Regions from separate parts of the Mus musculus genome. Here all the other regions are linked to region 1. The links are chromatin contacts, called in public Hi-C and HiChIP or PLAC-seq maps. All regions are on one chromosome and are shown on one strand. Each heading gives the region's core, a stretch centred on a gene start, on an enhancer-like site or on the middle of the called end of the contact. The rest is flanking DNA. Distances are from core to core; before and after follow the strand shown. Region 1 holds the start of Btg1 (BTG anti-proliferation factor 1). Region 2 has its middle 58 kb from the start of 4930556N09Rik. Region 3 has its middle 26 kb from the start of 4930556N09Rik. Region 4 overlaps 4930459C07Rik (RIKEN cDNA 4930459C07 gene). Region 5 has its middle 23 kb from the start of Gm33981. Region 6 has its middle 7.6 kb from the start of Gm40747. Region 7 overlaps Gm33981 (a long non-coding RNA gene).

The links. HiChIP or PLAC-seq counts read pairs in DNA pulled down with a chosen protein or histone mark. Hi-C and Micro-C count contacts between places; a contact is called where the count stands out from the background.
Region 2: a contact with region 1 is called in a CTCF HiChIP or PLAC-seq map of the NIH/3T3 cell line, with 11 read pairs. The contact joins the enhancer-like site here to the promoter of Btg1 in region 1. A contact is called at or near these places in 7 of 39 promoter capture datasets (the 3T3-L1 cell line, 3T3-L1-derived adipocytes, hippocampal neurons and 3 more), 1 of 15 datasets of contacts at CTCF or cohesin (the NIH/3T3 cell line), 3 of 484 Hi-C or Micro-C datasets (the AML12 cell line, the N1E-115 cell line and tail fibroblasts), 15 of 115 datasets of contacts at active chromatin or transcription factors (the NIH/3T3 cell line, astrocytes, bone marrow-derived dendritic cells and 12 more) and 1 of 9 other capture datasets (liver).
Region 3: a contact with region 1 is called in an H3K4me3 HiChIP or PLAC-seq map of embryonic basal ganglia, with 2.7 times the contacts expected there. The contact joins the enhancer-like site here to the promoter of Btg1 in region 1. A contact is called at or near these places in 5 of 39 promoter capture datasets (the 3T3-L1 cell line, 3T3-L1-derived adipocytes, hippocampal neurons and 2 more), 1 of 15 datasets of contacts at CTCF or cohesin (the NIH/3T3 cell line), 3 of 484 Hi-C or Micro-C datasets (double positive thymocytes, embryonic fibroblasts and large pre-B cells) and 15 of 115 datasets of contacts at active chromatin or transcription factors (the NIH/3T3 cell line, the SCID.adh cell line, T-cell acute lymphoblastic leukemia and 12 more).
Region 4: a FOXA1 HiChIP or PLAC-seq map of pancreatic cancer cells shows a contact between it and region 1. The contact joins the enhancer-like site here to the promoter of Btg1 in region 1. A contact is called at or near these places in 10 of 39 promoter capture datasets (3T3-L1-derived adipocytes, the C10 cell line, the HPC-7 cell line and 8 more), 3 of 15 datasets of contacts at CTCF or cohesin (CD8 T cells, the NIH/3T3 cell line and large pre-B cells), 15 of 484 Hi-C or Micro-C datasets (3T3-L1-derived adipocytes, the C2C12 cell line, CD4 T cells and 10 more), 35 of 115 datasets of contacts at active chromatin or transcription factors (the 230-238 cell line, CD8 T cells, DN3 thymocytes and 25 more) and 3 of 9 other capture datasets (adipose tissue, embryonic stem cells and macrophages).
Region 5: a contact with region 1 is called in an H3K4me3 HiChIP or PLAC-seq map of embryonic basal ganglia, with 5 times the contacts expected there. The contact joins the enhancer-like site here to the promoter of Btg1 in region 1. A contact is called at or near these places in 7 of 39 promoter capture datasets (the 3T3-L1 cell line, 3T3-L1-derived adipocytes, hippocampal neurons and 3 more), 1 of 484 Hi-C or Micro-C datasets (the N1E-115 cell line), 12 of 115 datasets of contacts at active chromatin or transcription factors (the SCID.adh cell line, acute myeloid leukemia, differentiating embryonic stem cells and 9 more) and 1 of 9 other capture datasets (embryonic stem cells).
Region 6: a Hi-C map of bone marrow-derived macrophages shows a contact between it and region 1, with 26 read pairs. The contact joins the enhancer-like site here to the promoter of Btg1 in region 1. A contact is called at or near these places in 10 of 39 promoter capture datasets (the 3T3-L1 cell line, the C10 cell line, the HPC-7 cell line and 7 more), 10 of 484 Hi-C or Micro-C datasets (B cells, CD8 T cells, bone marrow-derived dendritic cells and 6 more), 27 of 115 datasets of contacts at active chromatin or transcription factors (the 230-238 cell line, CD8 T cells, the NIH/3T3 cell line and 21 more) and 4 of 9 other capture datasets (adipose tissue, embryonic stem cells, liver and 1 more).
Region 7: a contact with region 1 is called in an H3K4me3 HiChIP or PLAC-seq map of embryonic forebrain, with 7 times the contacts expected there. The contact joins the enhancer-like site here to the promoter of Btg1 in region 1. A contact is called at or near these places in 8 of 39 promoter capture datasets (the 3T3-L1 cell line, 3T3-L1-derived adipocytes, the C10 cell line and 5 more), 2 of 15 datasets of contacts at CTCF or cohesin (the NIH/3T3 cell line and large pre-B cells), 11 of 484 Hi-C or Micro-C datasets (the C2C12 cell line, Th2 cells, cerebral cortex and 6 more), 24 of 115 datasets of contacts at active chromatin or transcription factors (the NIH/3T3 cell line, the SCID.adh cell line, bone marrow-derived dendritic cells and 19 more) and 2 of 9 other capture datasets (adipose tissue and embryonic stem cells).

Annotation. Positions count from the first base shown.
Region 1 is chr10:96,615,731-96,618,283 of GRCm38.p6, forward strand. It overlaps Btg1 (BTG anti-proliferation factor 1), which reads left to right and starts at 1,271. Exons shown (of 2, transcript NM_007569.2): 1 at 1,271-1,742; 2 at 2,546-2,553. The coding sequence starts at 1,595.
Region 2 is chr10:97,092,827-97,095,379 of GRCm38.p6, forward strand. No RefSeq gene overlaps it. Among named protein-coding and RNA genes, the nearest start is that of 4930556N09Rik, 58 kb to the left of the region's middle. Within about 2 kb of position 1,270, at least 14 of the 459 cell types and tissues checked have an H3K27ac peak or open chromatin away from gene starts, as enhancers often do. A contact at or near this core is called in the NIH/3T3 cell line, pancreatic cancer cells and tail fibroblasts, where this site is marked.
Region 3 is chr10:97,008,746-97,011,298 of GRCm38.p6, forward strand. No RefSeq gene overlaps it. Among named protein-coding and RNA genes, the nearest start is that of 4930556N09Rik, 26 kb to the right of the region's middle. Within about 2 kb of position 1,291, at least 3 of the 459 cell types and tissues checked have an H3K27ac peak or open chromatin away from gene starts, as enhancers often do. A contact at or near this core is called in embryonic basal ganglia, where this site is marked.
Region 4 is chr10:96,237,851-96,240,403 of GRCm38.p6, forward strand. The region is part of intron 1 of 4930459C07Rik (RIKEN cDNA 4930459C07 gene); the gene reads left to right. The region is part of intron 2 of Gm40747 (a long non-coding RNA gene); the gene reads right to left. Among named protein-coding and RNA genes, the nearest start is that of 4930459C07Rik, 13 kb to the left of the region's middle. Within about 2 kb of position 1,286, at least 78 of the 459 cell types and tissues checked have an H3K27ac peak or open chromatin away from gene starts, as enhancers often do. A contact at or near this core is called in the C2C12 cell line, CD8 T cells, the MNK3 cell line and 9 more, where this site is marked.
Region 5 is chr10:96,980,405-96,982,957 of GRCm38.p6, forward strand. No RefSeq gene overlaps it. Among named protein-coding and RNA genes, the nearest start is that of Gm33981, 23 kb to the left of the region's middle. Within about 2 kb of position 1,282, at least 27 of the 459 cell types and tissues checked have an H3K27ac peak or open chromatin away from gene starts, as enhancers often do. A contact at or near this core is called in the N1E-115 cell line, embryonic basal ganglia, embryonic forebrain and 1 more, where this site is marked.
Region 6 is chr10:96,265,183-96,267,735 of GRCm38.p6, forward strand. No RefSeq gene overlaps it. Among named protein-coding and RNA genes, the nearest start is that of Gm40747, 7.6 kb to the left of the region's middle. Within about 2 kb of position 1,264, at least 41 of the 459 cell types and tissues checked have an H3K27ac peak or open chromatin away from gene starts, as enhancers often do. A contact at or near this core is called in B cells, bone marrow-derived dendritic cells, bone marrow-derived macrophages and 2 more, where this site is marked.
Region 7 is chr10:96,954,433-96,956,985 of GRCm38.p6, forward strand. The region is part of intron 1 of Gm33981 (a long non-coding RNA gene); the gene reads right to left. Among named protein-coding and RNA genes, the nearest start is that of Gm33981, 3.1 kb to the right of the region's middle. Within about 2 kb of position 1,274, at least 45 of the 459 cell types and tissues checked have an H3K27ac peak or open chromatin away from gene starts, as enhancers often do. A contact at or near this core is called in the SCID.adh cell line, cerebral cortex, craniofacial prominence and 6 more, where this site is marked.

The DNA.
Region 1 (2,553 bases), core at 21-2,520:
CACATGCACAAAGATGTTATTTTTTGATTCAGTTTATTATAAAAAAAAACTTGATACTTTCTGAAGTGCTTTCTAACATTATCTTTAGATAATATGTGGGTACTTAAGTATTGTATATTAATGATAAATGATGTATAGGTCACCTTTTCAAATTAATTTCAGAACCAATTATCCTCTTGTTTCTCCTCTAGCTCCATACACACACACACACACACACACACACACACACACACACACACATATATATATTTTAAAGTGGTGTGTATTGCATCTGATGACCAACTAAACTCTAAATATTTATTTCCATCTGGTAGAGTTCAACTTCTGCCTCTTGTTTGCTTTCTTCTTCCTGCCTGGACTTCATTGTTTTCTCTCCCTTCTCCTACTTTAAGAGAGTTGGGTTAACCCTATTTTGGGTCTAATAGTTTTAGCAGGCTCATGCTTTCCTTTTTTTCTAGGCTGTTTACAACCGTCTTTGCCAGTAAATATGGGTGTCTATGCTTAACACTCTCGACAAGCTTAAAGTTTTATCTTATGTGTCAACAGCAGCACAACTCTAAAGTTCTGACATCACTTGAACTAGAAAAACGAATTTGTTGTGCCTTTCTAAAATACATATGCAGATTTTTATGAGTTTCAAGGCTCATCTTCTCCCCCCCCCCAGCCCCCCGGGGTTCTGCAAACCCTAGGGGCAATGGCTTGGATTAAGCCGCAGGATAGCTCCAGGGAGCGAGTCCTTCCTTCCATTCCCTAGCGGAGCCTTAGTCTCCGCCACCGCACGCTCCTCCCGCCAGGGCTGCCAGCCAAGCCGGCTGGAACTGGGCTCAGATGTAAACATGGGGTACGCAAAGGACTGGGGCTGCGGAGACCGAACCTCAGTCCTGAGGTTCCAGCCACACCGCAGTAAGTGAGGAACCCGGAGCCCGCTCGGGGACTGGAGGGTCCCCGCTGGCCCGAACCGGGGGCGGAGCTAGCTCGGGGGCGGAGCTTTCACACGCGCCTCCTTGGCTTCTTTCTCCGCCCTCCACCGCTCCGGAGTCTCAGGCTGCCACTCGGGGGGTTTATTTGTTTACAAGCAGATTACGTCAGCTCCTCCCTCTCATCCCGGCCTCTGGGCACGCCCCCTGGCGGCCTTTCTCCCGCCCCCTCCAGCCCCGAATCTGCCTGCGTCACAATGGTGCGATCTCCGGATTGGCTGGCGTCCGCCCTCACGCCCCGGGTACGCCACTTCCTTTCCGCAGCCCTATAAAATGAGCTGCACGGCGGCGGCAGCTCTTCGCCCCTCGGAGCTGGAAATGCAACTCTCGGGATCCTCGGAGGCTACCGAGCTGGAGGCGGAGGCGGCTGGGGAGGTCCGAGCGATGTGACCAGGCCGCCATCGCTCGTCTCTCTCTGTCTCTCCTGCCGCCTCCTGGCTTGAAAATAACTTTTTTACTCTAAAGGAAAGAAAAAAAATCCCCTAGAACCAGTAGCCGTCCGCGCCTCGCGCCCTCGCTTCCTCTCGGCCGTCGGGTCTGGGCGAGAGCCCGGGGTGGCCGCTTCGCCGTCGGGGCCGAGCCCCGGCCGCCCCGGGCCACCCCCGGCCGCCGCCCCCATGCATCCCTTCTACACCCGGGCCGCCACCATGATAGGCGAGATCGCCGCCGCGGTGTCCTTCATCTCCAAGTTCCTCCGCACCAAGGGGCTCACGAGCGAGCGACAGCTGCAGACTTTCAGCCAGAGCCTGCAGGAGCTGCTGGCAGGTGAGCGGGGCGCGGGGACCGTCGCGGGTCGCCACTAACGGGCGCGTCCCGGTCGTGGCTGGGGGAGGGGGGGGGAGCTGGGCGGCGGGGCGCCGCGACACGCACAACAAAGGATCCGAAGCGGGGCGACGCGGAGCTGCGCCCCGACGGCTACCGGCCGGTCGCGGGGGACAAAAGACCCAGGGCCCGGAGTCCCGTCGGTCTCCTCTGCCGGGTCGCCGCGACCGTTGCGAGAGTCTGCGGCTGAGCCCCTGGGTGGCTTGTCGCCTCTGTGTTTCGGAGCCGGCCCGGGACGGACGTGCCAGGTCTCCGCACCTCCTGTGCCTCTTGCCCATTAATCATCGGATTTGTCACCGGTACAATTACAACCCAACCCAGATCTTGGTTTAAGGTTTCTTGGGTTTTCTTCCCTTTGGGGTTAACTGGCCATAGTGGCGTTGTCTTGCCCCCACCCCCCACCAGTTCCATAAAGTCTATTGTATGGGACCCCGTTGGGGTGGAGAAAGTAAACAGGTTCCCGCCCGCTTGCCTGTGCCATCCAGCTAGTTGGCCATCCAGGGCTGCGCGCGGGATTCCTGTTTTGGCGGCTCAACCGGTCAGTACCCGGACAGTGTTTGCCACAGTGTCTTTGCTTTCTCTATTCTGTCTCACGACAGCGAATTCGGTCCCGGACATTTGTGAAAGTTGGTGGTTTTCATTTTCGCTTCGCTAAGAAGCTAGCAGCAGGAGGAGGAAAGTACGCTACGGTACGGCTGCGTTGACTACCGTCCTGAGCATTGTTTCTCTGTTCTTTTCTTCCACAGAACATTAC
Region 2 (2,553 bases), core at 20-2,519, 480 kb after region 1:
TGATCTTGCAACTGAAAAAACACAGCCAAGCAATAAGTACACAATGAGTGTTTGTTAGTACAATGGAAAATAACCGTTGGCTGGCTTATAGCCAATGATGAAGATTTAGGTAGCTATCTAAAGGTGGAGAAGTCGCTAAGAAAAGGTTAAAGAAAATATAATCTGAGAAGGGAGAAGAACTTTTTAAAATAGTTACATATTGTGAGTAGAAGTCAGAATTTTAAAAGAATTATAAAATATATATGCATGTGATGATGGGATGTGGGTACTGGGCAATAAGAATAATGGGAAGTAAGTTCACATAAGTAGTTATGGACCAGATTAAATGAATGATAGGTCAGTATACCACAATTAAACATTACTGTGAATGATTTAAGAAAAGACCCTAAAAGAAAGGGAGTGAAATTATCTAGCTTACTTTTTGAGTTGGCCAACAATCCTTGCTTCCAGTAAAATAGAGAATATAGATGAAAAATGCAGATCATTTAAAAAGTAGTTATAAGACCACCACAGTATTGTAGATGAGTCTGAGAGTAGATTGGACTGAAGACCTTAGAGTAAAATGGAGACAGATGAACAAATATGTTGTAGACTTGGGATGATGCCTTTGCCAAAACATTTTTATGTAGACATTTGAGAGTCTAGAAGAGACAAGGGTGATTATAGCATTCAATGGTTATCAGAGAAAGTCTACAATAATGTGTCTATTCCCTCAAAAGAGGGCATTCACGGGTCAAAGCAAAGGCTAACCAAGTTCAGGTTGGAGACCTAGTGAGTTTATTAGACTGATTCAGAGGACCACAAGTTAGGACCATATGTAGGAGCATGAGTGACTTAAAGGCAATTGCTTCAATTTGAAGTCCCACTATCACCATGAGTGATAAAATATAAAATCTGAAGAAATACCAATGAGTTCCATTTCCGGTCAATATTTTCACCTCCTCCAAATTCTACTGCCCCTCCTAAACTGCATGCAGCTGTGGCAGGAGGGAGGAGAGGCTGGCATGCCAAGTTAGGATCCAGTAATTCTCTATGATTATTCTGTAGGTGAACAGTAACACATCATTGCTAGACCTAGCTATCACTGTATCAGTCTGCCTCTTTGCTTGTCACGACTTCCCACTAAGACAGACTATAGGTTACCATAGCAACTCTGCTTCATGATGGTTAATGGTCGTGACATGTCCAAAGTAAATAGTTTCACTCTTACAATGGATGTCAATAGGAAGTTCAGCTGCAATGGTTTCTCATTTCATGCACTTTGGTTACTGAGAATCCTAGGAATTTCTTTCTGTGGACCTGGTGAGGTGTATGAATCAGGGTATTGGATCCCCTGTGGTTTGTGTGGACATTTTACTTCCTATTCATTCGTTCTAGCCTCCCCTGGCTTTACTCTTCCCAAGTCAGCTCAGCTCTCCCTCATGTCTCCTTTCCTATGGATCTAAGACATCTTCTGAGTCTTCGAAGAGCTGACTACCTTGCTGGTTCATTATGCATTCACTTGCACTCTGCTTGTTTTTCCCCCCACGACTAGATGTGAGCATTCTAATACAGAAATACCTTTGATTGTATTCTTTTTTGCTGTCTTTTGTGCAATTTCCTCCATCTGTCTTGAAGGTGCCTTTTGTTGTTGTTTTTTGTTTGTTTGTTTTTGTAATAGAAAATAGTTTTTCCTTATACACTGTATTCTGATTATGGTTTCCTATCTACCAAATCCTCCCTATTTGTAATGTATTGTTAGTTACACAGAGGGAGTAGCCATGAGGTACTCCATGAGACTAACAGGGATATATGGCAATACACATTTCAAAATCCCTGGGGCTTGAGGTATAGCCTGGTGGTAGAGCACTTACTTAGACTTAGATATCAGCTTTCACTGTTGAGAGAAATGCATCGTGTTCCTTGACTTCTATGGTTCTGTTCCCCCTTAGCTCAAGTAGAGAAGTTAGAATGAATAAACTTTAAGTTCCTTTTAGATTAATAACAATGATCAGTTAGTTATAGGTTCTGGACAGACGCTAATAGTTCTCTGACCAATATCTCTCAGAAGTTGAGGAGAAAATGTCCGGTGGAATCATTCTTAACTTACAGTCATCACTTAGATTCCAAGATACAAAAAGAGGATCATCAAAAATGCCAAGATTCTATTTGAACTAGATGCCTTCTAGAAAAGAAGTCTTTCTAGAAGGTCCCTGTGTGTGCTGAGAACTAGGACAGTCTGAAAGCAATGGTATCTTCTGGGAATTAGAGTTATTAATAATGCTGGCTTCCTCTGAATAATAAAGGCATTAGCTGAGAAGGAACTCTGGGAGAGAAAAGAAGGATGAGTGAACAAAGGAGGATAAAAATACCATAGACAATGCAAGCAGTCCCCTTACTCACAATGGAAATATGACACACATTGGGACATCCCAGAAGTAAGTGTGGAGGCACACATGGTAAATGGAATATATAACTATGAGCAAACACCCTCCACACTTTGAAATCTGTGAGTTCAGACAGTACCCTTGAAAACAATGTTATATAACTGGAGATGATGGGACTGTATTAATT
Region 3 (2,553 bases), core at 41-2,540, 390 kb after region 1:
ACCACAGAAGAAATAGTACTAAGTAATGTTAACTATTGCAATGGAGTTGGGATCCTAAGGTTGATGGGTTATTTGTTTTGTGATGTTCCCAAGGGTTGTTTTATTGAGAATTTTACCATTAAGTGGTCTAATTGTGTCAGTGGATGGGGGCCTTTTCAATTTGCATAATTTCCTCAAGGGACCCCAGCTGCTAATTTGGTGATTAATTATCCATATTACACATTGTTTATTTGACCATGCCTAGATTAATTTCTTTTTCCCAGCAAATCACATTTGGAAATGAATTTGCATATCTTGATTACATTTTAATGTCCTGGCTATCATTGTCTCTTCCCTGGACACCTCATGAGCTCATATAAGAGTGATCAAGCAGAGAATGATGGAATGGCTAAAATGACATTGCACATCAGTGGACAGAAAATGCACATGACTTATTTTTAATGAGGAATGTGTTATTTAATAATCAAGTGAATTATAATATCTGATGAACAATATATTTTGTGATTCTATTATTTACATTTTACTATCGCCAACAAATGTTAAGATCTTAACTGTGAATATTATCAATATAAACATACATCATGTGCATGTATATGTACACACACACACATATATATTTATGACTAAAAATTATATTTTATTTATCTATAATCTGGCGTTCTGCTATCAAATACTATCAAGTTTTGCAATCATTTCAAGCTTGAGAACCACCAAAGTTCTGGTTCTAGTTGCCCTATATTGGAATCTGCTTAGAGTCATAGAATGTGTTTCAACCTAATTTTATTTCATTTATCAACAATGTATCATCGACATCATTTTACAAAGGTAAGTAATAAGTAATATGTCTAGGTATATTTTATGTAATACTAGGCATATTAAATTCTCTTTTGCTGAGAATTTTTTCCTGCTCATCTTTATTTGTTGCTAAATTGTCTTATGAGAAAAAGTCTATGCTGCTTGTCTTAAAATGAGATAATAAACTTCAGGACAGACAAAAAACTATTTATTCATGATGAAGTAATTTGTGGAGACAAAGTTGAGATCTCTATGATTGAGTCTATGTTGCTTCTCAGTTGTATAAATGTAGAATACCAATGAGAAATGCTCTTAACTAGCACCAAATTGATGCTCTTGATTCATTGAATGAAAATAGAATGAGCCAATTGATACTTTTCACTAGCTATGAATGAATGTTCTTCATCAACTTGATGGCCACAGACACTGAATCAGTGAATAAATGCATGAATGAATGAGTGAATGGATGCTTGTGCGGCTGTATTCTATACTAATGATACAAGGAAAAGAAATTCTATGCCAACAATCCACTCAAATGTCAAGATGAGAACAAAGGGAGTAGATCCAAGGCCTCCCAGACTTGAATTTGGCAGCTTGACATAATGATTAGGCTATTTTCAGTCTGTTGGGACAAGACAAAGGTGTTGTTCCTCCCTTCTTCTGAATTGAGTTCTCCCTAGCCCCACCAAATGGAACTCAGAAAATGAGTATTCAAGAATTCTGAATAAAATATTACGTCCAGCTAACCATTTGGTCTCGATACCTGCAAGTTAAGGATAGCAACTAACAAACAACATTGGTATTTAAATGGGGAAGAAACTTAGAATCTGCTGACTACTGCATTTCTGTGATTTCTAGAAGTGAAGGCTCGATTCTAAAGGCTTAGTCCTACCAGCTGAATAGGTCTATGGCTGCAGAAGTTGACCTAAGCGTTGGATGCTTATTTGATATTGTTATCATATTTAAGACATGTCATCATATCCAAGACATGTTAGGCTATCCATCAGATTACTTCAGTTCCCTCACATATGAGAAGGATTAATACTATTACTGGTAATATAAATATATATATAATATTAATATATTATATAATATATATTCCTATCATATTTACTTTCTCTGCTTTCTAGACTCTGTTTCCTTTTTTTTTCATGAAAAACTTTCCTGAATGTAATCCTGCTATTAGCCATTTTAATGTAGACAGAACTTCAATGCTGAACTGAAAATTGGGAATAAAAAAATGCAGAATGTATGAAGTTTGAGTGCATGTGTGTGCATGCCTATGTGTATGTATACATGTGTATGCATGTGTGTGAGTTTGTGTGTGTGTGTGTGTGTGTGTGTGTGTGTGTGTGTGTAATCCAGAGACCAATATGGCATATCTTTCTCTATAGCTCAGCACCTCTATTTTTTGAGTCAGGGCCTCTCACTGAACCCAGAGTTCACCAATCTGGCAAGACTAATTTAATTGGTTGGGGCACTCATATATCCTTCCCAGTGTTAGGAGGATGGATGTGCATCACCATGCCTCGAATTTTACAGGCACTGTGAATATGAATGGAAGCCCTTTTGCCTAAACAGCAAATACTGTGTTAAGTAAACCATTGCCCCAGCCCAGAATGATAGTTTATTGGCCTGAGGGATGCTCAGGTGAGAAATTATTTCTAGATCCATCTGTGAGGATCTTCCTGCAATTTGTATGTCAACTGGTGAAGGAAGATCTTTTATCCCCAGTGTGGGCATGTGTCTATTCCACCT
Region 4 (2,553 bases), core at 36-2,535, 380 kb before region 1:
TCATCCACTGAGTTGATGGTTGGTGACTTGAGGACATGATGCATGAATCACAACCTCTGCCCTGATGTCTAAGGTACTACCGTCTGACTTCCAAGACAACTGTGATGAGTCAGATCTCGCCTCTTAGTAGTTAGTTACTTGTGCTGTTTGGAGGGTCTCAGATAAGCCCTTGGGAAGTTTGTCAGCTGGTCTGGTTGACTAGCAGGATTTTGTTTCCCATAATCGGGTGGCCATTTAATAACCTTCTTTGCCTTTGGGTTCCCAAGTTAATAGAGCTCTGAAAAATATAATCCCTTCTAATTAAGTTTTACCACATGGTTTAATGCTATAAAGACTTTTACCAGGGGGCTTAGGTCATACTACAAATGCCCCTCTTCCCACTCATGTGGGGGGACGTCTCTGCTTGCTTTGAAACTGAAGTGTTCCCAGATAGTATAACCTTCCTTCAGTTCTTACACGTAGGCTTCCTTATGGGCTTTGATTCTAAAAGAGTAGTTAGACAGTGCTCCTCAGACTGGACTGGGGCTGAGGGTTCTGAAGGCATCCTGCCCCCCCATGAATGCTAAGCAGTCCCGGTGACCACAATGTGGTTGACATTGTCCCAGTGAATGACAGGGCTTGAGAGATGGGGAAACCACACAGCCGTAAGAACTGGCAAGCTTCCACACTTACTGTGTGCCAGAAGAGGAGCCCAGTGGTTTACATGTGCTCTATTATCTGATTTTTCATCATAGTCCAAGAAATGCTTCTATATTCCCACTTTGCAGATGCGACTGTTGAGGCTCTGAAAGGCCAAATTATTTGCCTAAAGCCGTATACACAGTGACAGACTTATGTCACTTGTGTAATTTGGATCCATGGGCTGTTGAATTCTGGAACCTATACTTTAACTGTTATACTGGCTTAGTTCTGTGCAGATACTGCCAGCATCAAGAACAAACTGTATCTAGATATAAATAACACATAAATATGAGCAGGCCTGGTTCATGGACATATTCCTTTAGAGCTCTAAGGAACAAGTTAGCTTTGTGACTTTGACAGAAAACAGAAGGTAGGTTGTGAAGTTTCTTGGGTAATTCTAGGTACTTGGACACCTGTTCAGCTATTCTGGGATTCTGTGGTGGGGGTAAGGGGATACAGGGAGGGTGAGGTCATTATTGCAAAAACCATTTCCTGAAAGCTTGACTTCAGGAAATGCAGGAGCATTAAAAATACCCATTGTGTGGGAGCCGTGGCCAGATCATGACTCACATTTAACAATTGTGTCCATAGGTCACAAAGGATTTGAGGAACATAGGAGATATTCATACTAAACTCTGTCTGTGGGTGGTTCATTATGAAGCGTTCAGTAGGTTGCGAATCATGTTACCATTTCAAGAGTGACATTTACAAGTTTTCCTGGAAACTGTGAGGCCAGACTTCTTCATTCATACATTGATTTGCAATTAGTTGTCCACCTACTAAGTACAAGGAACTGCATTAGTTCCCTTAGGATATTAGAAAAAGAACTAAGTTGCGTTCTTGACCTTTGCGGTGTGTAGGAAGCACCTGCAGGAAAATGGCCTTCTTTGTAAATTTGCCCACATCTTTGCTTTCACAAAAGGAAGGCCAACTCTTAAAGGAAGATGCTTCAGTTCATTTCCACCACAAAGAAAGGGCTCTAAGTAAATCTGCCAACTCTCAGAACTTATTCCCAGCAATCCCTGGGAGAGGCTTGGCTTGGGCTTGGTAGGTACTTTTTCTGTCATTGTAAGAATGAGACCAGGTGAAGGGAACAGAAATTATTAATTGAATGATCCTGTGCATTTTTTTTAAAATTGGCACTGAGAATGTTTTTGTTTATTATTTCTAATTTATATTTTATTCAAAGTTATATATTCTAAATAAGATATATACATATGCATTACAAAAGGCAGTAATAATCTTCTCCTAGGAAGCTACCCCAAACCCAAGGTTCAGAATAGCATCAATACTTTGCATTTCCCTATGCCTTCTTTCTCTGTCCTAGCATCCCATCTCTCCCCTTTGGAGGAAGCCATTGTCTTGAAACTATGCTTACAAGATAGAGAATGGAGGTCTCAACTCCTCCAGTCTGTTCACGATGAGGCAAAGCTGAAGGAGAAGTAGCTCAGTACTCAGGGTTCATTTCACCATGGCAGAAAGACTCATATTGGTGGCTGTGTTTATTTCCATACAGGCTCCTACTGGTTACATGGAGACATAGTGTCTGGCAAAGGAGTGGATCATCTGAAGACCTTGGTATTAGAAGTGAGTCCAGGACCAATCCTAATGAATGACTCTGTAGGAACCAGGCAGATATGAAGGCTAGGGTGATGGCTCAGTCAGGAAGAGCTCTTTCTGTGAAAGTATGAAAACTGGACTTAAACCCTAGAATCCATATAAAATAGTAGATGCAGTCACATGTGCACCTATAATCCCAAGTGTCTGGGAGGACAGAAAACAAGAGGGTCACTGGGGCTTGCTGGCCACCAGCCTGGTAAATAAGGCAGAGGACAACAAAACAGGGTGCTTGATGCCTTCCTCTGGCCTCCA
Region 5 (2,553 bases), core at 32-2,531, 360 kb after region 1:
TATTACTTATTCCTAGAGAAGCAAAAAGATTTAGAATTATGCTGCCACTAAGTTCTCCCAGAATCATCGTCAATGTGATAGTTATTATTATTATTATTATTATTATTATTATTATTGCTGTAGTAATATCTGAAGCTTTTTCCCACTTCAGTCGGGTAAACAAAGAGTGGACTTTTCATATGGAAATGGGAAGTGTCTCAAAGATGGGTCCCATGAGTAGAATGTATTCCCTACTGGTGGCTTTTAAGATGTGCTTTCCACAGAACTGAGAGAGGGCAGCTTGGTAAGCTGGTTAGATAAGCCAATCTCTGCAGACAGTCTGTCACTCTTGGACAAATGAAAACTGAGTAGAGGCAAGCAGTCGGATTTACATGCCACAAAAAAAAAGGCTTTTCTTTATTTTAATCGACAGAATTGGATTAGACTCCAGCACCAGCATGCACTTCCCATTGTTTGCTTTTGATATTAACTGCAGGAGACTCATTAGAATTTCATGGATGTAATTGTTTCTGGGTTACATCCTCAATTAATGACTATAATTGAAAGATGGGATAGGGCTGCCATGACGTGACTGTAATTTAAGTGCGAGATGTCTGGGCCTCTATTTGCAATGCATTTATTATTATTATATTTTCCCCCCTGCTGTGGAGGAGTATTTATGAGAGGCAGAAATAAATGCATTTCAAACAGCAACGTCTCAATCAAAACAATGAACGTATTGTGCACTGGGTGTTGTTTTCCCGGGCTGTTTTGTGACTCTGGAGTCCTCGGCATGATATGCATGCATAGCAAGAGCATGTGCTCAGATCTTTTGGGAGGACCTGGGGGCGGAGAACATGCTTCAACAATGGGGAGGTAGGAGAGAGGCTACCTCGGCCCCTCTTTGTGTGCTTTATTACAACTGTTTAAATCCCAGCAGCCCAGGCTGCACTTGTTAAGGGTTTCCTAATCACTTTTGGATTATGTCATGGAGGGAGAAGAGAGGCGCTCTCTCAATCCCTTTATTATGGGCCCCCTTCTGCCTGCCTCTTCTTGCATAACCCCACCCCCCCACCTTCCACACAGGCAGACATTAACCTCATTAGCTTTTTGAACAGTGCACTGCTGATGGCCCACAAACCTTGAGGGTAGCTGGGAGCAGCAGCTGAACAATTATCCAGGTTTCACAGGATTTTGTCCAGACCCTGAGGAAAAAAGCTCACAGACCAGGAGTCCTGGTTCAGAGGAGCTTATCAGGATCTGAAGTGGACTTTGAGTTTATGAAATACAGTTTTCAATGGGGGAGGGGGTGACCTTTGCTTCCTTATGAGGCTCCTGATGTGGGTTAGCATGGCTCTGGTGTCACCAGAACCAGGAAGGCCTACGCCTGGAACCTGAAGTTGCAGATTTAAAGACACCTTGATGACAACTGTGTGCCATTTCCCTGGATCCTAGGAATTTCCACAGACACTGGCGTTTGAAGCTCACTGGCTTAAAGCCATTGAGGAGTAGAACAAATGGCAGTGTAGTGTCAAGCTAGAGATGGAGACTGGGGTAGATGGCAGTAAGTGAGAGAGGTTCAGGTACAGTAGGTTGGTTCATTCTATGTGTAGCACGAATGAGGCTGCAGAGCAGAGGCTATAAGTAGACGGCAGTCAGCCATGAACCATGGTTTTTACTTGGGGTTTTTCGACACCCCTCCCCCAATTCCTTCCTCTCCTTCTTCCTCCTCAGGTACTAAGTCAATAGGAAAAGGAAACTGCTAAAATTTGCATGCCATGTTATAGGAGAAAGATCTCACAGCTTGAGATCCAGGCTTTGGGCTTATTATACATCAAGAAAGGGTCATCTGTTGAACGAATTGTCTGGAAAGACAAATGCATTGCAGAGCTATTCTACACTTACGTTTGACTTGCTCTTTTCATGGGTTATTGTTTTCTGCTGCATTATTGTATACCATTGGTATTATCTTGTGAAATTGATAAGTTTTAAAAAATATTTATCATGATCACAACCTATAATATCAAATCATTTTGCTGTTTTTTTTTCTGGCACATATAGCACATATTCAACTAATTTTTAAGAATTCATTTACATACTATGTACAATCATCTGTAGAGCAATAACCTAAATTTGATTTCTGAAACAGAGCTTTTTTCCTTCTGCTTCTATATGATGATTTGCCTCATCTCCCAGCCATCACTTTCTTGGGTCTCTCTCTGCATTACCTAAAACCCTCATGTTTATTTGATCACCCTGCTCAGCATTGCTTTCCTAATGGTATAGTTCCCCATCTCGTTCATTTCCCTTGTCTTTTTGTAGTGCCTCTATTTATTTATTTCACCACTTCTGTTTCTGAATAAATTTTACCCACAGTTTAAAGATTTGACCCAACAGTCATTTTTAACATCTCTTGTTCTTTATCTGTTGAACATGAAGTTCTTATGAATGGCCCTAAGCCACCAATGGAGTGTCCTCTATTGACACAATGTCAGTGAATATTTAATTAAAGATAACATAATAGTGATTTAAGACTACTGGTTAATATATTTTTTAGAGGATCTCTCAATGCTC
Region 6 (2,553 bases), core at 14-2,513, 350 kb before region 1:
CCGAAACTCATTTAGCCCTCAGACAGAAACCCTAGAAAATGCCCCCAGCCACCACCTGACAGAGGTGCATGGAAAACTCCAGAGGCCTGTTGCCAACATGGGATTGTTTGATCTGCCTTGAAGGTGATCCTAGCTTGGTGCTTTTCAGACTGCATTCTGGAAACATCAGCCCTAAGGCCCAAGTCCCTTGCTTTACAGGTTTCCAACAGAGACTCCTTCTTTTGGAAGACCTTTTCTTTCGGAGGGGAGTGACAAACGAAGCCAGCATTGAGCCTGGCCTTCCAGGCTGTCTCTGTGCATAGGGATCTGGGAGATGCTGCTGCCATCTCCGCCTCTGTCACTTACAAAGACCCCTCTAATCCCAATTGCCTCACACAAAAAAGAGTGGAAAAACAGTCTACGGACTGGAAATAAAAAGGAATGCCCAAGGAGCAGCTGGCACCTTAACGCCCCCACAAGACACTAGCTGGTACATCACCATGAAACCCAATCACCCTTTCCCCAGTTACGATGGGGTTGGATTTAGTTCTGCAACAACAGAATGAAGTATATGTTTTAACAAATAAACATAATTTTGGCAGAAGTGTCAGCATCGTTAGCCAGGAAATTTTTTATATACTTATATCAATTCGACATACCCTCAAGTCCCCCAGCCACGGCCCGTCAGTGAGGGACACAAATGCTAAGAAAGGGAGCAAATGTTTATGAATGTATTAACTGCCCTACACACACACACACACACATACACACACACACACAAATACTTGTGCTTCTATATTATAACCAAATATTACTTCTTCTGATCAGCATTTTTGTATTTGTCTACCTTTTATGAAGTGTTGAGCAGTGCCTACTTGCTAGCCATGTTGAATTTAATCATCTTTTTCTGAACTCTTGTCTTTTGGGCACCTCGCCTTTTCTTAGCATACACTCATCCTGAAACTCCTGGGAAATCAAAGGCAGGTTAAGCAAAGAGCTGCGCTTAGAAGAGACCAGCTCTTCTTGAACTCTCCTGGCATCCTATTGGAGGATTCTTTGTGACCCAGGATGAGCTAGGAACAGAGCCAGTCTTTCTTAGTACCTTGGCCAGGCCATTGCTGGGGATTCTCAGCTGTTGTGTCCTGTCAAGAGCTGCGGTGTGGGGGTGGGGGATTTATTGGGAAATAATAGATTGTAGTTAATTCCGACAGCTCACGGAGTCACAAGGGGCCAGATACTTCTTCTAAGCGAGAGGTAGCTGTGAGAGAAGTGAGAAGAGGATGCTGAAGGTGGGGGAAAGAATTGCAGAAGTGAAAGGAAGAGTCCTGGAGAGTGGGACTGAGGGGGAATGGCACTGTGAAGAGGGAAAGTCCCAGAGAAAGAGCCCCTTCTCTTTCCACAAACCTGCTCGCCCTCCCCCACCTCCCCCTGGCTCACAGCCTCTCATAAAGGGAGTGCTTCCCTGGGCTGCTGAGTGTGATCACACTTAATTTCAAATAGCAAAGTCCATTTCGAGCCGTATTTTCACACTGGCGGGATGAATGTGAATAATAGCCACATTGAGGCTGGTTCTGAAATGGCTCGCCCAGCTGACACGAATGTGAAGTTTTCCAGTCGAGAATGTGTTTAATGGTTCAGAAACCACTTTTTGCTGACCCTCAAGTCACCTCCTGAGTTTTGTCAAGAGCTTCTTTTTGAGAAAGGATTATTATCTCCAGTTGTTGTCTCCTGGGTGCAACTCTTTCTCTCTCTGCTTGGATATTTCACTTCAGCCTGTGGTAAGCCTGGTCCAAGCCTCTGGCTTCTTCTGTTTGGCCAACACCTTGATTAAGAGCCTAACTTGATTTTCTCCGTCTTCCTAGTTCCTGACCAAGCCTTCTCTAGACTTCTTAGGGTTTGCTTCAGATTTCTAAATCTGAGTAATTTCTAAGTTTTTGACCCCTGTTTTCATTCCAGGGCCCTGTTGCCTGAAGAAGGCCAACTCCAGAGCTCAGTGGTGGCAGGGCAGTTACAGGATTCAATTCCTGGAGAAAATGACCCCCTACCTCCTATTCTGTGTCTTTAATAGAATCTCAGCTGACTCTCCAAATCTTGCTGTCTAGACTTTGTCCCATGCATGTTCCTAGAATAGATGGGAATGACCCTTATCGACTTAGAACAGTCGGGATCCATCCTCTGGCTTTGGAAAGTATATGAGATAGTTGTACCAAATCAGTATTTAATTAGGGAGGTGAAGGCAGTGGAAAGATGTCAGGAGTTGGCAAGGTTTGCAATGTTTCCCTTCCTGTCTGCCTTTTGATCTCCTCTATGCACTTGAATCCCAGATCACTAGTTTTGGCCAAGACCCCACCCAATCTTCAGCCAGGCTCACTTTCAACAGCACTAGCCTTGTCTTACGTATGCAACTGATTCTCATCTTGGTCTTACGCACACCGCTAATACTCATTTTTCCTTTCCTGTCATTCATTTCCCTCAGACATTTTCCTGGTTTTTCTATCTCTCTTCATGGTAGGACTCATCTCTTTACTTACAGTCTTCCTTACAGTCTCTGTTCCCTCGTTTTGTACTGAATTA
Region 7 (2,553 bases), core at 24-2,523, 340 kb after region 1:
TTATATTGAGAGAGATCAGGGCTAATCAGCGAACAGGACTTGAAGGAGACTCTTTCAGACTAGTTTGCCACCATATTAGTTTCATTCCCGTGGGATTGTGTAGCTGATGCTGACTCTCAATTCCAAGTTTACCAAAGAATGTAAGTATAAAACCATTTTATCCTCTCAGAAATGTTTTGTAGTTTCTATAGGGACATGTGCTACAACTTAAGTCTGAGCCTACCAAGAACAGCACAGAGTAAAATCAGTTCAAAGATCAAGCTGATTTTGGATCCCACGTGGTGAACACACCTCACAGATCCAAGATAGTATCACCTCTGGCTTCCTAGTCCTTAAATCACACCTTCTTCATTGCTACTTGAGACATTTGTCTCAACAAATGAATGTTCTAGCATTCTACATAAATTGGGATAGCTCAAGCCACTTGGAGCAGATAATAAAATGCGAACAGCTTCAGTTTTTCAACTTAGTGAAAGCATATAGTTTTGAAAGAATGTGTGTGTACTTTAATGTGGAAAATTTTACGGATATTATTTGAGGAAATCAGTTATTTATTGGTGGTTATAGTTCCATGAGATCCATACATCAAAAATAAGTAGCAAAAATAGCTTCCTTTTCAACTTCAACCAAATGAGTTTAATTTGCATGCACCCAAAGTCCCGAGGACCTTGTTGCAGGCAGCAGCAATTCTGCCCAACATCAAAGACCCCAGAGATCAAAACAGAATCTAGCTCTGAAGCAGGGAGCCTCTCACTTCCAGCGTTAACAGGCATATTTGTTTCCTCTTTTGCTGTTGGTCAGTTCAAGGCACTATCAAAGTCCATAGATGCTACTGATGTCTGAATGGCTCCGTTTTAACCTTGGAAGCAGCGAGCACGTGGAGAGCCTGACAGGAGAGGGAAAACCTGTGGTCTCTGGAAACTTGAAGCCATATTGTGTGCAGTTAGGGACGTCCATGGTGCCTCATTTTCTCTCTGGAAGGAACTACAATTGCTGGCGCAGGACTGGATTTATGTGGTCATGCTCTCCCTTTCCTTTCAATTTGTTTTTAGCATGTGATCAACATGAAAATCTCAACCGTCCTTGCTGGAGCTGCCTGAGGCAAAAAGGGGGGCGGGGGGGGTTGCTTTTTTGCAGGGTTCTATCATCTGTTAGGCAGGCTTGTTTGACTCTCCTTGTTTTGTTTTCACAGAGGGGGAAGCCAGAGCCAATCAAACAGTAAGCTTCTGGCTGTCTTAAAAGCAGGCCAGGGTAGCTTAAGGGACGCTAACACTTTCAAAGATCATTTTTGTGTGCGAGACAGTGATTGAAGGCAGCATAGAAAAGAACACAACGGGATTCAATTCACGTGACAAAAGGAAATTGTACAAAGTCTAATCCATTCCCATTACAGTCTCAAGATTGTAATCTTCCTTGGATGCTAAGCCTAGGAGTGATTTCCACTCCCCCCCCGCCCCCCCCCCCCGACAATATGCATCATCAAGTTGCTTTCGAAGTGGTTCTGTGGGCTGGAGGGAGGCGGCTCGAGTTATATAACATGCAATTTAAGATAATGGCCTTTGAAAAGGAGAAATTAATATAAACAGAGGAGGCCAACAAAGCCTCAGTCATCTAGAAGGTGGTTTCAGTCACCGCTGACATTAAACAATATCCCCCCCACCGAGCCCACACGATGTTTATTATCATTTAATTTCTTGCTTTCTTATCTTAGTGAAGCAGGGATCTCAAGCTCCGTTATGACTACAATTGGTAGAAAAATGCATTCATCGAAGTGAGTAACGAGATTCAGAAACGAAGCTCTCTCTCCTAACCTTTTGAGGCTTTTAAACATTCTACCAGAAGCATTAGCAGAAAAACGGAGCTATAGCGTTTCCATAATTATCCCAGCAATGTCTTTGTTCTTGTAATGATAGGACCCATACTTTCAATTTGCAGTGCTTAATAATAGCAGCTGTCTTGTCTGCTCAACTGTGGGGTTTTAGGGCTCCCATAATTATTCATTTTCACGCACTTGACAGTGGGTGTTTCCTTGAAATATTTCAGGCCACATCCCAAGGAGGAATTACAAAAATCCTTTTTAAGGGTTTTGCTATACATAACAATATTGAATTATGCATTAATAAAACAAAGTTAATTGACTCAGAGGTGCATAAACCCCAATTAACAGTATACCTCGGTACTGAGACCATCGGACGCACGCACGGAGGCAAGCATAATGACTGTATCATTAATGCATGAGGGTGGGTTGTCTCTCAGGCCCTAAAACTACCCACTTTGTTTTTCATTGCTTCCACACTTTTTCCTCATCAAACCTCCTCTCCCACTTTTCATTTTCTTCCTTTGTTTTTAGACATGTGTTGGAATCATTTCAATAGATGTGTACTCATACTCTAGTAATACTGTTTTCTTTGTCCCTCTCCTCATATTTCTAAATAAAAGTTATTAATGACTACTTTAAAAGTATTTTTTGGGGGGGATATCTATCCATTCTGCAGACAATGTAGTGGGCACTCCTTCCTTCTGATATGCATGGAACTAATTGCAATGATAAAT